2 separate regions of the Rattus norvegicus genome follow, and region 2 is linked to region 1. A link is a contact called in public Hi-C data. All regions are on one chromosome and are shown on one strand. The core of a region is the stretch at or near the end of the contact, and the rest is flanking DNA. Distances in the headings are between cores, read along the strand shown.

Evidence for each region. A called contact is a pair of places that touch in the nucleus more often than the background predicts.
Region 2: a contact with region 1 is called in a Hi-C map of liver, with 4 times the contacts expected there. The contact joins the enhancer-like site here to the promoter of Ncoa1 in region 1. A contact is called at or near these places in 7 of 12 Hi-C or Micro-C datasets (the A7r5 cell line, frontal cortex, kidney and 4 more) and 1 of 1 datasets of contacts at active chromatin or transcription factors (oligodendrocytes).

The regions. Positions count from the first base shown.
Region 1 is chr6:33,192,716-33,197,896 of GRCr8, forward strand. Ncoa1 (nuclear receptor coactivator 1) reads right to left here and starts at 3,209. Exons shown (of 23, transcript NM_001395569.1): 1 at 2,884-3,209.
Region 2 is chr6:33,272,935-33,278,115 of GRCr8, forward strand. All of the region lies in intron 1 of LOC134479112, which reads right to left. Among named protein-coding and RNA genes, the nearest start is that of Itsn2, 61 kb to the right of the region's middle. Within about 2 kb of position 3,072, at least 43 of the 93 cell types and tissues checked have an H3K27ac peak or open chromatin away from gene starts, as enhancers often do. A contact at or near this core is called in the A7r5 cell line and liver, where this site is marked.

The DNA.
Region 1 (5,181 bases), core at 1,959-4,458:
AGAAATTCTACTGAGTCTTGTGTACTCAGATTGAACTCCATACTTGCCTGAAGGGAGACCTAAGATGGACCACAGCTTAAGGTCAACCAGCTCTGTAAAACACAACATCCAAACAACTTGACTCCTTGACAGAAAGTACAGTAAACTAAAGCAAGAAACAGAAGCACTGTCGCCCCAAGAGAAGGGTGTGAAGCCTGTGACAACTGAACCAGGAGGGCTGAATGTCCTTGAAAAACAATTAGCAGTACCACCACCTGGTCCAGAGCCTGACTGGGAACAGCTTTTCCCAGGGATGTCCGACATCCTCCATCTCCCTTGCACTCTGCCTTTCAGCACCTCTCCACTACCCTCACTTACTTGACATTAAGACCTGGTGAAGATTGCTCCCCGGATTAAAAGGATCAAGAGGACATGCAGAGAACATTCCATCCCCGGAACAACACATTTAAGTTACTTAGACCCGTTTACCACCCTTCACTATAGAGTTAGAAGCATGACATTTTGCCAACAGTTTTGCAGTATACATCAGTCAGCACCATAGCAACCTAACCCTGTACCCACCGAGAGATCAACACATACACGAAAACGGGAAACTCAGCAAAAAGTATACTGTGACCCTAACTCCTGTAGCAGTCAAAGAAATGTCTTTAGTAGTAGCAGTATCTTCCCATCACACCCACTGCATGCTGCCCTTACAGCTTCCTGGCATAAGCAAGTTCTTGGGATTGTGCAAACTGCTGCTTCTGTTCCCAGCCCAGATTTCTAGAAATAAAATCCTGGGATTGAGGGAGAAATAAAAACAAACGTTGGCAGAAAGCAGGAGAAAGGAAGGCATTGTCTATATAATCCTGGTCAAAGTGAACAATCGTCATTAGTTCCATAGAGTTTTTATTTTCTTTCAATAAAACCGCTCAGCCAAAATTGTAGATCTAAAAACATCCCCTCGGCTTAAACCACACACACGAAAACAATTTTATAGACACAGCCCTATAAATTTTCTCAGAAACAAGGAAGAGATTAGCTGTAAATTATGTAAAAATTTAAGCTTTGCATCTATAAACCAAAGTTCAGTATGGATTAAATACGTGTAATAGATTAACGTAAAATGTCTCCAAAAACCAAACCGACTCTTACAAGCAACGGGCCTCGGATTTTCTCCCCAAGCTCCTGAAGTCTGAATAAGAAATGGAGAAAAAAATATGACAGACTTTAGGTCACAGAACCTACTTGGACCTTTTTCTACAAAGTACAAGAGATTAAATAGAAATACTCCCATTTTACCTACTTTATGACAAATTACTCGAAGAATGCCTATTTATGAAACTGAATCAAATCCCATGGCTACCTTTAACCCAAAACTATTTCTAGCTCGAGAGCCAAAGACCCAAGCAAATACGCAAATACTTTCTTTTCACCTTATTCCCAACATGAAGAAATCCGACCCCCCTCCTGCTACATCACAGCTTCTAGAAGAGGCCCCTTTGGCCGACTTTTTTTTTTTTTCAGGACTAACCTCCAACCAATTCCAGTCGAGGAAGCAAACCTCAAACAAATTTAACCCTTGAAATCCACCCCTACGACTCTACCACAGAGTCTAGGCTTCACTGCAGGACTGTCTTGCACAGACACTTAAAAGATTTCTTCGTGAAGTGAAAGCACTAAGCCTCCCAAATCATCACCATCATTTCTCTTGTCAATCACGGGGTGCTGGGACAGCGATTCACCTACGAACTCCTTACTCGCCAACATCATACTTCACATTTAAAAACTTACTGTGCGAAAAGGGAAAAAGAGAAGTCACCTTCTCCACAAGGACACCTGCCTCGCCTCTTCAGTGTCTCTATAAGGATAGCGGAGCCAGAAAGGCTAACAGATACTCCCCAGCTTAAAGTTTCCCTCCCTACTAAACTCTTTGGCCACAGCACCTCGGCTTGTCCTTGTCACACACAGGGTGTATTGTCAATCCCTCCGTCTCCCTCTAATATCACCACACTAGAGGGTGTCTGGCCCATGGGAGTGACTGCTTTTTAAAAAATGCATATGCAAATAATATTAAAGGAACCACCGCTGATGTGTGGTAAGGACGGAGGACCCCGGTGTCCAGTTTCTCTGAGTCTCTTCCAAGCGACTATGGAGAGCTCAAGATCCATCACTGACCATTAGCCAGCCCTACCTACAATCGTCGGGCCAACGTGTATTACTTGTCTTTCTAGGTCCTTTCAGCAGAACCTTGCAAAGGGACCAAATCCCAGCCGCAAGAGGAAAATCTCCTTTATCCGCCCATTCCTACCTCAGAAGCCCTAGTCCCAAGGGGAGAAAGGCAAGTGCAGCCAGGCTAGGCAAAGGGGCCGTCGAAAGCTGCACCCACAGAAAAGCACGCCTCGGTCGCCCCCATTTAGCTGTCCCGGCGAACAAGATTCAGAGAGGCTGACGGGCTGGCCAAGGTCACCGTGCTTGCTCGTCGGGGCCGAGGGGCGCCCGCGCCTACTTCCGGCTCCCCCTTTCGGCGGCGGCTCGGGGCGCCCGCTCCCCACCCGGCCCGCGGCCGCGCGCCCTCCGCGGATGCTCGCACTCCACTAACTAGGGCAACTGGAGTGCGCCGCAGGGACGGCGCTCTGCAGCGCGCAGCTCGCCCCGAGCAGCCCCCAGCTGGTGCGGTGACAGCTGCGACCTCCGCCCCCTGCAGCCGCGCCAGGCCAGCAGGGGAACTCGAGAAAAGTGGGAGCGGGAGATGGGTCCCAGAGCAAGCAGAGCCGGGACGGAGGGCGCCAGCTGCTCCCCGCCCCCTAGGGCCGCCGCGGCCGCGCGGCTCGTGACAGCTGCACCCACCGCGAGGCTCCCGCCGCCACCGCCACCACCGCCGCCGCCGCCGCCGCCACTCACCTGCCTCTGCCGCCGCCGCCTCTGGGCCGCGCTCCCCTGCGCCGCGCTCGCTCGCGACTGTGGCGGCGCCGCCGCGGACTCCGCCACTCCTCGGGCCGGGCGCCCGTCCCCGGGGCCCAGGCAACCCGCCGCCGCCGCCGCCGCCTCGGCTCTCCGGCCCCCTCCTCCGGAGCTGGAGTCCCCCCACTTCAGGGGGATGCAGAACCACCCCGGCGCAAGCTGTGCTTGAGGGAACAACAGCGAACTGCAGCCGAGGCGCTTGAGGCCGCGCTCCGACCGACGGACGACCGGACAAGGTGAATCGCGTCAGTCTCCCGCTCGCCCGGCCTGAAGAACAGGCATTTCAGCCGCTCTCCGCGGCCGCCATGTTCTCCTCCTCCAGGGCCGCCGCCGCCGCCGCCGCCGCCGCCCCCCGCTCGCGGCCCCGCCCCCCGTGCCCCGCCCGCAGCGCCCCGCCCTCGAGCCCCGCCCCACCTACTCGCGGCCCCGCCCTCACCCCTGCCCCCTCCGCGGGCGGGCCCAGAGCCCGGCTGCCCTCCGGCTCCGACGGCGCGCCCCCGGGCACCGCGACCCCACCGGCCCCGCGCGGCGTAAAGCCGCCCCGCGCCCTCTGCCGGCCGCAGGCACGCCAGGGCCGATGTCCTAAGGAAGTGTGAGGAGGCCAGAACTCTTCCCGCACAGACCCTCCCCTCGGGGCGGTCCTCTGTCCGCTGCCAGGAAGCCTCGAACCCCAGAGTACCCCTGGGCGGGCTGAGGGACCTGCGGCCTCCAGCTGTTCTTTATCATTTAGGGAAGGTTGGGGAGCGACCTGGAGGCCCTGGGGAATCACAGAGGAATCTGACCTGGGCCTGTCGCCACTCGTGAGTTGTGTTACTTTGAGTGAGAGACATCCCTTGGGCCTCGGTTTTGTTGTTGTTTTGTTTTGTTTTGTTTTGTTTTGTTGTTCTGTAAAATTTGAGAGGTGGTTTGCCTAGATGATTTCACAGACTATTAGACAAGGGAAAAGTAAGATCATCTGCCCCCTTTCTTTTTGCGGATGAAAAGATCTGACTGACAGTGTCTGGCTCTGCAATTGCGTAAATTGACTAAAATGTCTGTCATTCACAGATCTTTTCCCTCGAGGGGGACCCAAAATTTTTTTTTACCTCCTTTTCTTATTCTATAATGGAAGTGCTACTTGTGTTAGTAGTGTTCCTTGTCGCCAGATGAATCAAGCAGGCACAGGACAGCTCCTTAAGCCTTGATCACTTTATCTGGAAAGCAGCCCTTATCCCAAGACCGGCAATGTGACACTCACTGCTCTGTCCCTGGTGGTGGAAGTGCTGGGCGGCTATCCTTTGCTTTCCTGAGTTCTTGTCCTCGGTTAGCTGTCTTGTGCTGCTGTCTTCTGCTGTGTCTCATCCTGCATTTGATGCCCCAAAGCAGCCTGTGTAAATCTTTAAGTCCTCCATGTCCCTTCCCTGATGCAAATCTGACAACTCCCTGGCCCCTCTCTGAGACAAAGCAGGTCCCTCCACCCTACTACTGTCAGTGCCTTATGCTGCCTTTATCTTCCTTTCCTGGTCATGGTCATACAGCAGCCAGTAGAGCACACTTCATTTATACAGTCATCCATCCATCCATCCATCCCTGTGTTCATTTGGTTGATTCTTATCAAAGCCAGTGCCCTAGTGCATTTGATTAGCTCCTGCCCTTACCGTCCTTACAGTACCACCTACACAATCCACAGCCTTATTAATAGCTGAAATGCCCGAAGGCCTCTATTGAATTCTTAGTAGATATCTGAGTCATATCTACTTAGTCTACTTCTGTGGGGCCTGTTTCCTGATCTAGTACCTCTGCACTGTGCAAAGTGCCTTGTCCTGTCCTCTGGTGCTTACAGATGAGCCAGGCGTTGGGAATCCTCCTATCTCTACTGCACATCAGCCTTATCTTGGTTTTTCTACTAGTGTTTCTAGCCCCTCCATCCTTACTCTCCCCTCCTCCTGTTTCGTACCTCATTCTTTCTTTCTACCTATTCTCTGAACTTTGATTCACTGACACTTGTCCTGTCTTCTCCTTTGTGTGTGTAGGGGGGGGGGGGGCAGGGGTTGTTTGGTTCGTGCAGTTATGTACACATGTATGTCAACTTCTATAGTGCTTCCCCTTAATTTTTTTAATTTTAAATTGCATTTATTAGTGTGTCTGTGTGTGTGTGTGTGTGCATGAGGAGGTCAGAGGACAATTTACTAGAGTTCGTTCTCTTCTTTCCACCATGTTAGCTCCAGAATTCAACCTTAGACTCATTAGGCTTGCTTG
Region 2 (5,181 bases), core at 1,822-4,321, 80 kb after region 1:
AGCACGCCCATTCATACATGCTTACATACATACATACATACATACATACATACATACATACACCATACACACATACAAAAAACAGAGAGGGAATCTTCAGTGAAGAGTAAGGAGCCCCATTGCTGAGGTAAGGAGGAGGGTAATGTTTACTCATATTTGATTAAATATGAAAGCTTATTCTGGGAGGGCGCATCAAAAGATAAAAACAAGGTGGATGTGGTGCACACCTCTACTCCTAGTACTAGGGAGGCAGAGGTAGGCAGATTTTCGAGAGTTCAAGGCCAGCCTGATCTACAAAGTGAGACCCTGTGTCTTAGTTACTTATCTATTACAATTATGACAAAACACCATGACCAAGGCATTCGATCTGGGGTTCATGAGTCCAGAGGGTTACAGTCTGTGGCCATCATGTAAGGGAGCATGGCAGCAGGCAGGTAGCCAAGGCAACACCTGAGAGCTCACATTTTAATCCACAAAGCATGAGGCCGAGAAAGAGAGGTGGAGGGGCTAACTGGAAATAACATGGGGTTTTGAAACCTCAAAGTCCCCCCCACACACACACACACCGTCCAAATGACACACCTGCTTCAACAATGCCACACTAATCCTTCCCAAACAGTTCCTCCAACTGGGGAAACAAGTGTACAGATATATAAGCTTATGGGAGCCATTCTCATTCAAACCACCACACCAGGCTCAAAAAAGATGAAAAGAAAAACAAAGAGAGTCCTGTGTTGGCCATTGTTATGTCAACTTAACACAAGCTAGAGTAATCTGAAAAGAACCTTATGACCCGACTGTAGGATACTCTCTTAATCAGTGATTGAGGGAGGAGGACCCAGCCCATCGTGGGTGGGGCTACCCTCCTCCTGATGGTAGTCCCTAGACTCTATAAGGAAACAGACTGATCAAACCATGAGGAGCAAGCCAGTAAGCAGCACCCCTCCATGGCCTCTGCATCAGCTCCTGCCTCCAGGATTGCCAGGTTCCTGTCCGGTTTGAATTCCTGCCCTGATTTCCTTTCAGTAATGGACCATAAATGACAATGTAAGCCAAATAGACCCTTCCCTTCCCATCTTGCTTTTGGTCATGGTGTTTCATCACAGCAACAGAACGAAGACAAATCCCCTCCGGGGAGACAAACTTCAATGATAGAGGATGGAAATGAGAAGGAACGTTTGTACCTTTGACTTTAGAGGCCCATGGACAATTATCTATTAAAAATAAAACTCCAGCTGGACATGTAGTGCACGCCTTTAATCCCACTGCTTGGGAGGCAGAAGCAGGCAGATCTCTGTGAGTTCAAGGCTAACATGGTCTAGGAAGCAATTCTAGAACAGCAAGGGCTATTACACAGAGAAAGCCCGTCTTGGGGGAAAAAAAAAAACCCAATACATAAGTAAATAAATAATAAATAAATCTGATACAATAGTATGATATTCAACAGAGGAGTTGCTTATGAAGATAACCCTAAGTGTCTTTTAATGTCATAAAGAGACAGAAATCATTGTCTGTTTTCCATCGTGCGAGGCTGGAGATGGGGCTCAACATCTGAGAGCACTGGCTCTTCTAGAAGGCCCAAGTTCAATTCCCAGCTCCCACATCATGGCTCACAACTGCACCTAACTCTAGTTCCAGACCTTCTGATGCCTCTTCTGACCTCTGTGGGCACTGCATGCCTGTGGGACACGGACTAGACAAACACATAGGCAAACCACACATACATATAACAAATAAAAATAAATAAACAAACCGGGCCTGTCTCTGGGTATCGGTCCAAGTGGATAAACTGTTTATAGTCTGTAGACTTACCCTATATCATCAGAGCCCATTACAAAGGTTTTCTTACAGTTTGACAAGGATGAGGACACCTAAGGTAGAGAGTGGTAAAGTCACCAAAGGGAGGAGTTGGAGATTAGATCAGAGGTAGAGCGCTTTCTTAGCAAGCAAAAGGTCAGGGATCTGTCCTTAGATCCTGGTGTGGGGGATGGGATGAGGGAAGGCCTGGGTGGGAGAGGGGTCACCAAGGCGAAAGCTGGCATTTATTGACTTGGGAACTTCTCTGCAGAGAAAAATTCCCCCACAATGCTTTGCTTCTCCAGATGCAGACTCGAATGGCCCCCAGCCAGACACAGACAGTGTGGTCACAGCAGCTGTGTCAGCCTGCTGTGCCTGGTTCCCACGCAGGGGCTGTTGGATTCAAATGCCCAGAGAAACTTGAGACTCACATTCTAAGATAACTTCAGAACGAGAGGCTTATGTATACCAATAGCTCGTCGGTATTTCTAGATATGGACAATACTATCTTATTCTGTGGTATTGAGAAATTGTTTTGATTTAAAAGGGAAACAAGGGGTTGGGGATTTAGCTCAGTGGTAGAGCGCTTGCCTAGGAAGCGCAAGGCCCTGGGTTCGGTCCCCAGCTCCGAAAAAAAAGAACCAAAAAAAAAAAAAAAAAAAAAAAAAGCATAAAAGGGAAACAAATATGTGTGGCCTGTCTTGAAAAAACTGCTTCTAGGGCACATTGTTGTTGCAAAGATTAGATTGCATTGAACATATGATACAGAGATTGCTAACTTAAACTCTTCTGTGACAAGTGGGAATTATTATTTAGTGAGGCGGACTAAAACTTTTGGACGTTAGTTATAAATGTGTATTGTGCTGGGAGGTGGTGGCTCATGCCTTTTATCCCAGCACTCAGGAAGCAGAGGCAGGTAGATCTCTGAGTTTGAGGCTAGTCTGGTCTACAGAGGGAGTTCCAGGACAGCCTTGGGTGGGGGCTGGGGGGTGAGGGAGGAAGGGAGGGAGGGAGAGAAAGAGAGAAAGAATTTCTTTCCAACATGTTTCCCACATGTTTTCTACATTAACTTATGAAATATTCAGTATCTGAGAATTTTCTTGTATAAATTAGAACTTTTTTTGGTCACGTGAAAGAAAACACACGATCCAAACAGAGGCTTAAGCAAAACAAGTTTTTTTCTGGATTATGTAACAAACACAATTCCAGGGCTTCCTCTCCTGCTTCCTCCTCCCAAGCGTTGTTCACAGGCTGGTTCCCACTCAGACTATCAGTATCGCAATAACAGTTCCCTCGGCTCACATCCCTTCAGAAAAACTCTTAGCAGGTCCTGCACGGTGTGGTGCAAGATCCCAGCATCCACCCCCACTTCTGGTGGACTCCAGGTGAAACTCTTTGCCAGGCATTGCTCCTGGCAGAAGTTCTGTGCCCAAGCCAGGGGCAAAACTGGGGCGAAGTAGCCATACTGGGGAAGCAAGGGTTACCTCAGAAGGAGGGGGGCTTTGTGGAGGGCAGTGAGAACAGCTGTCTGTGGGGCAGCTGGAGCTTGGGGTAATTCGTGTGCAATGGAAATCTAGTAGGAGTGAGGGTCTGCCAAAACAAACAAGGGACTCGGAAGGAGAGTGGAAAGGATACAAAAGAGAAATACCCCAACCACTCCATGTTAATATTTTAAAGAAATTGATGTTTCTGGACTTGAGATGTAATTTCAAAAGGAAAGAATAATTGCTTTATTCTTCAGAACTTAAAAAAAAAAAAAAAACCTCCACAAAATGAACTTTGAGAAGAAAATTTTATCCTGAGAGTCACTGGGAATATGATTACTCTTCTAAAAGCATGTCAGACATAAAAGACGTGCTGGGAACCAACTACTGTCAGTTCTGGATGGAGTGTCTAGTTTGAAAATGATTTATTCTCCATGTAAGGCTCTCTCTCTTCTGTAATATGTAAATTGGAGGTGGTTCGTACAACCCAGTGAGAGCTAGAGTAAGAAGTTTGGCTTAAAAGCAGTGACTTTTAAAAATAGTTTTATTGTTAATCTCAGTATTCATCAAGTCTCTGATGGGAGGAAATTTAGTTCAATCATTTTTCTAAGTCGCTGCAGAGAATAAGTAATGATCAAAGAGAAACTGTTTCTGAATCGGCCGCGGTTCACATGTGGTCGTGAGACCAGGTAGCCAACGTGTGAGATTTCTCCTGAGCCCCTCTGGCAGGCACTAGCCATGGCCTAATCCAACAGCTCTTTCTCACGTCTTTCTTGATTAAAACAACAACAAACAAAAACGTTAAATATGTAAATAAAAGCCTTGGTTGTTCCGAAGTGCAAACCACTAGCTCAGTTGCACGGTCTTGGTAAACCACGGCGCTCCTTTTTCTCTGTGTCCCAAAAGAAGGACGTGTAATGAAGTTGTCCGCGAATTCTGCTGGGAGCCTCCATTTTTCTTTCTACTTAAGGGAGACGTAGAGCGAAGAGAAAGCCCCTTTGCTCGCCTTTCTTCCTTCCTCATGGCTCTCTGAAGCGCTATTTTGAGCATTGGCGCCATCTTGTGGCAACAACAGGAAAGGCATGAGAAGAGTCAGCCACCCCCGGTGCTTCTAGACATCTGAAATTATGGGTGGGGCCGAGCCATCTTTAGCTGCACATTTTGTTACATTTCAGCCCAAATAGTCCTGTGATGACATCTTTTCATTTTTTTAAATTTGAGGTCGACATACTAAAAAATCACATAGTTAAAAGTTGAAGTTATATACTTGCCTTGTAAAAGCTAAAACAAAGGATCGACTCATTCTTGAATGGCATTTCTTTTAAAAAGAGTTATTTTTCCTAATTCCATAAATGCATAAAATGTATTTTGACTTCGTTGTCTCCTCTTGTCCAGTCCCCACTTTCTTCTTTTCTAGGTCCCCTCTGAGTTCGATGTTTCCCACTGTTTAACTAGGGTTGCTTGAATGAGCATCAGTAAGGGGATATTATCCAGAGTACCAGCAACTTAGCAGTGGCTGCTCCAGAGAAGAAAACTATGCCATAAACTATGACTAGCTCTTCAAGGAGTGGTGGATCCAATAGGTCCCTCACCTACCCATCCATTTTGGAACGTTGTGGTCATTTGCAGGCACCCATCTTGGGAGTTTCAAATTTGGAAGATCTTTCCACTCCCCCCTCGCTGGTGTTCTCTGAGCCACGGAAGTGGTGCTGTCTCATTTGGGGCTGAGCACTCTGCAGTCTGACTCTCAGCTCTTTGACCAGTTATGAGTCTCTGAAAGTAACCTTCGCCCACTACAAAAATAAGCTTCTCTGACCAAGGCTGACAGTAGCACTACTCTATGGCCAAAAACATTTAAGAGGTAATTTGATGGGGCTGGAGAGATGGCTCAGTGGTTAAG